Linked DNA regions of Mus musculus: region 1 is linked to region 2. Evidence: chromatin contacts called from public HiCAR-type data. All regions are on one chromosome and are shown on one strand. The core of a region is the stretch at or near the end of the contact, and the rest is flanking DNA. Distances in the headings are between cores, read along the strand shown.

Region 1 (2,700 bases), core at 32-2,531, 490 kb after region 2:
TCTGACCATAGTAGGTGAGTAGGAACCTTTCTCCTTTTTGTGTCTTCCAAAACTGGGTCCTTCTCAGCTGAGTCATTTCAAGAACAGAGTTCACCAGACTATTGTACGTTAGTTGATGTTTTCTTTAAGTGTAGAAATATAAGAAAATCTGGCCCCTAGGTAATCAGACCACCTTTAATTAATTTATTATTTTTAAAAAGGAAATTATACCTTATTAGGTGTCTCTTATCTTGCAACTTCTCCATTTAGAGGGGCTCTTTAGCGATCATGTCAAGCAACTTAAGTACTTGGCTGGTGAAGAAAACAGGTTAACTGCTTTCAGTCTAGACAAAGTAACTGAGTTGAACTTGATAGTAGTGTGTTCAGCTGATGAACCTGTGACCTGCTTAAGTTAACCAAGCACAGATTCTCCTGAGCTAAGTCTACAGGGGAATCAGCACAAAATGTGGGTGATGGTCAGCTTCAGCATCCATATTAATGCAAGCCAAAGAATCAGCAGTTCCCTACTGGAAGCATGCACATGGCTGTGTGATCCGGTCTGTAGCAACGTCATTAGGAGAACCTTTTCTATGTACTACACTGATACTTATCAGTGGCAGAATAATCTAGCAGTAAAGTAACGTTACACTCTGAACTCTCCACCCAGCATCACAGCTCGATGCCCATCTCCCTTCCCTTCCTTCTTTGATAAGTATTGTCATACAGCAAGACTATCCCCTGGCTCAAATTCTTCAGCGTTGGGTAGGCTTTTACTATCAAGGAGAAATGGTCATTGGAAATAGTACTCAGACCATCAGTAGAATAGTGTCTCTAACAATTTACACTTAATTGTGTTCAACATGAAGTAAGTCTTGATGAATTAGAAAGCTTCCTTGTTACCTTAAAATATTTTTACTTTGTTTCTTAATCTCATGAAAAGTTAACATTCTTGGAGTTCCATTTAGTGGGGTCCTCACCCATTTAGCAATAGCTAAAGAAAATTATGGGTGTGACCCTATGCAACAGAATGAAACAGAAATGAAAAATTCTAAGTCTTGGCTGTGTATAGAAAGCTTGGGGATTTAGGAAGTTATCCGCTGTCATTCTACACCCTTAGCCCGTTGCACTCCTTAGTTCAGAAATGCTGAAAGGTTTTCTTGTCCAGCACAGATGTTAATCGCTGTTGGCAGTGAGAGATATCCAGGAATTCTGGGCTGGACTTGTAATTCTCCAAGTCCCTCAGCCTGATGCAATGCCACTAAGGATTCATGACTCAAGAAGATGATGAAGAAGTTGGCAGGATCCAGATCACATTCAAACCAGGGGGAAAATGGCTCAGGTGGGTGTGCCTGACCATGAGGTGTGTGCTATGCTGCACGTGCCACAAAGAACTTATGGGAACAGAGCCACGGGATGCTCCTGAGACCCAAGGCATCAAGCTGAGTCACGTATACACAGAGAGGAGGACAGTTAGGTCAGGGAGAATTGAATTGTGAGCCAGAGATGTTTGGTAATAATAAATAGAAATTCATACCAGGCACGACAGCAGCATTTATCACACTTTCAGCATTTGGAAATGCTTGCTGTTAGTATGATTATTATAGCTCTGACCAGAAATCCCACTGTTTGCATATGGTACACTCATGTTCTTACAATACTTCCCAGAGCTCTGTCTTCTTTTTGGCATACAGCGAGAGTATCCCCTGGCTCAAATTCTTCAGCGTTGGGTAGGCTTTTACTCTCAGGGAGAAAAGTTAAAAACAATAAATTGACACTTTAAAATTACTTGCTATGTGCAGGAAACACAGGTAAAATGCATAGAGGACTCTGTTTCAAGATCCACAACATGCAATTTAGATGTGAGTGAACCCAATTGGTGTGCTAAAGTGATTTAGATTATCTAAAAAATTATTTCAATTGAAAATAATAAGAAATTTGTTTAAGGTTGGTAGCATGTTGTGTTGCTCTGCAGTAAGCAACTTATCGTCAGGAAGGTGCCTTGAAGCACCCTAGGTTCTTCTGACACAGGGCAGGGTCAGCATTGACCACCATGCTATACCCTCATGGGCTGACAAGAGTCAAACCATATTGCTTTGAAGTTGTACATTTTAACCAGTCTTTGTTTATCCCTGTTCTTTGCCTATAGACAAAAAAAAAATATATTTTTTTCTTGGCTTTCTGTTCTCAGCTTTTTAAATTGCACCTCAAAGTTAAATCACAGTGTTTGACTTATTCACTTAAGACAATGACTTCCAGGTTTATTGGTGATATTGCAAATGGCATACGTCCTTTTGGTAAGGCCCAGCTCTGTTACACTGTAGCAATCCCACCTCCACAGCTACTTAACCTATTTCTTTATCATTGTTCTTGTGGGCAACATTGCAATAAACAAAAAGACTGCCTTTCTATGTTTAATTCAAGTTCAATTATTTTAACTAATGTATTAAATACAAAATTTCATGGAGTTAACTTTACTGTTCTCTCAAATGAATCATCTTGGCAATGACAGACTTATACATACTTAACAGGTATCAATTGATATTTTGATCCATATATTCATTGTGCAAAACTTATATCAGGTTAAACACATCTGACTCTTAAACATTATAATTGTTATGCTGATTCCATTTAGAACCAGTTCTTATAACTGTGAAGCTACCACTGTGATTTTTTTTTGATCCAGATGATAAGAATAGCATGTCAAAAAGTTTTTCTCAATTA
Region 2 (2,700 bases), core at 41-2,540:
TATGTGACGGTCATTAACCATGTTACTGATACAAGTTCAGAATCCCAACCTGATATGCTAATATCTAGGTTCAACTTACAAAGTTCTGATCTGTGTTCTGTCTGCAAACAGCACTGTGCCCCAATATGGAGTAAAAATTTTCCAGGAAAGGCAATGAGTTAGGCCAAGGAAAACAAAGTAGTAGTGGACTTGCTGGCATTAGGACTGCTACCCCAATGGTTATTTCTGTTGTTAACACTCCAGTGACCCTCTAGTTATTATTCAGGATGTGATTTTGAAATATCACAATAGAGGGGAGAAATGCTGAAAAACTTGATCCCCACCCTTTTCTTGTTTGAAATTTGTCTAAAGTGATCTTAAATCCTGCATTGAATTGATGTGCAAGATCATGGCTGAATGATAATGAAAACACAGTAGCAAGATATTGAACATGGACAGTGTGTAGCTGGGTCCTTCATGTGTGCCCTGTCTATAACATGGTATCTCTCAAGTGCCTGACATAATAAACTTTTTACATATAGAAAAGAGAAGCTGGAAGAGTAATATATAACAGGTTAAAACAGTTGGCCTTGAGAAATGATATCTATGGAAATGGACAGTGTAATAATATTGTAGGCATTAACAGACTGAATTCTTTTCCCTTAAATTCTAAAGAGTAATATGACTTTTTAGAAGTATGTGTATCACTTTGATCAAATTCTAAATTCCATTTATTCATGAACTGTGAATGAAAATGCCAGTCTGGGGATTCCTATCTAAAAAGTTAAGTTTCTGTGCCTTTGATTTCTCATTTTACCTTTAATATGCTTTGCTTTTCTTATTTTTTTCTTTCAATGCTTAACTTGATACATAATAATCTACAAAAGGGCCAAGAATTTTTAGTCATTTACTTTTAACAGATGTCTTTGGCTTGGTTTGCCAACGGTCCACCCAGGAATCCTGACTCATTGGAGCTGGGTGGAGATCTTCTGAGCTAAGGGAAACCTTTCCTTGGATGTCATGACTCCTGCAGTTAATAATCAACATCCAATCATGCTACATTTGCTAAGCCCAGAGGCATGGAGGTTATAATATCCAATATTTTCACAAGCATGGTTGTGTTTATGAGTGGCTATATTTCAATTGTAGCTACCTCAAATTCTTTTCCTTACTTTTAGATCAACTTCCAAATCTGCATACTCTCAAAAGCTCATTCTTCGAAAAGGCACTGTGAAATATGTTTTTTGCTATGGCGTTTATTGTGAGAACTTCAAGCCTTTAGTCCAACTGTGGAGATGGAAGACGGAAGCTGATGTTGGACTTGGCAGATCTGCTACCCCTCCTCTCACATCACTTCCCAGGGGGTGTGCTTGCCATGTCCTAACTGGTCAAGTATGCTTTCCAGCACACCATTTGAGTAGAGTTGAATTAAATGTGTTATTCACCAACAATCTTCAAATATCTTGGAAATCAGAGCAATTTTCTGTTTGGAAAACACTTGCTGTGTGTCACATTAACAAGAATACATGGATTGACAAGAAAGGTAAAATCCATTAAGTCTATTTACCATTTCAATTAGATAACCACAGCCCTTTCAGGAAAACAAAGAAAATCTCCCAAGTAAACAAAGAAACAAAGTTCAGAATTGGAACTGAAATGAATCCCCTCCTGCTTCTGTCTTTCTTAGGAAACTCACCACCCTTATGAACATTTTCTTTTCCTAGATTCAGCCAAAAAGTATTTTTTTCCTGTTGATAAATTTGACATCTAAGTGGAATCAGTGGCCTGTGAATTCTATTATTCATTTGTAATAGAAATGTCAGGTGTCAGTTCTTGCTACTGAAAAACTAATCCAAAGTACTGGAAATAGAATAATAGATAGCCTCAAAAGAAAATCAGCAATTATTGCATTAAGGGGATGACAGTGAAGAAAATTATTGTTATTCTGTTTTTTAAGAATACAGATAGCAATATCCCCATTATGTACACAAGACTGTAACATTTGAAATTCTTTTTACAAGGACATGTGGAAAGCACAGTTTGTGGAATGGACATTCAATAATATTAATTCACTTCATCTTCAAACAGCTGGAAATGTTATTGTTACAATTCAGGTATGTTGTCACATAAACAACCATATAACTTTAAGAGGAATAAGGTGATTGAGCCAAGGCTAGCAGCATTGGAATAAAAGGAGAAATTTAAAGGCAATGTCTCAACTATGAACCTCTTTGTTTAAATATTGTTGGTTAATATTGTTTTATTAATAAGCTATTTTGCAACAGCCAAATATTCAGTTACTTAAGTATTTCCTAATTTGAAAAATTAAATCTGAACAAAGAGAAGTAAAATATAACATCATTAAAAATATCTAAATTTTTTAGTAATTTTCAACACTAACAAACAATTAGATTAGTGAGTACTTTGTTCATTGAAAGCTTGCGTTTGATTCTCAGCACCCACATAGCAAGCCAAGGTGTAAGGCAGTTGTAATCCTAGTGCTCCTAGCTTTGGCATAGAGAGATTCTTGGGGCTTAATGAACAGGCAGCCAAGCATAACCAAGGAGCTCCAAGACCCAAGGAGACTCAGCTTCAGAAATGGTGGTAGGCGGTTCCAGGGGAACCACACCAAAGGCTGATCTCTGACCTCTGCATTATCCATCCCAAACTTTATATGTACATGCACACCCTCATACACAGAAATATGTACCTACCTTCACA

The links. HiCAR-type assays count read pairs that join an accessible place to other places.
Region 1: a contact with region 2 is called in a HiCAR-type map of fibro-adipogenic progenitors, with 6 times the contacts expected there. The contact joins two enhancer-like sites. A contact is called at or near these places in 2 of 115 datasets of contacts at active chromatin or transcription factors (fibro-adipogenic progenitors and kidney).

The regions. Positions count from the first base shown.
Region 1 is chr5:17,752,475-17,755,174 of GRCm38.p6, forward strand. No RefSeq gene overlaps it. Among named protein-coding and RNA genes, the nearest start is that of Cd36, 82 kb to the right of the region's middle. Within about 2 kb of position 1,282, at least 14 of the 459 cell types and tissues checked have an H3K27ac peak or open chromatin away from gene starts, as enhancers often do. A contact at or near this core is called in fibro-adipogenic progenitors, where this site is marked.
Region 2 is chr5:17,261,376-17,264,075 of GRCm38.p6, forward strand. No RefSeq gene overlaps it. Among named protein-coding and RNA genes, the nearest start is that of Speer4f2, 110 kb to the right of the region's middle. Within about 2 kb of position 1,291, at least 14 of the 459 cell types and tissues checked have an H3K27ac peak or open chromatin away from gene starts, as enhancers often do. A contact at or near this core is called in fibro-adipogenic progenitors, where this site is marked.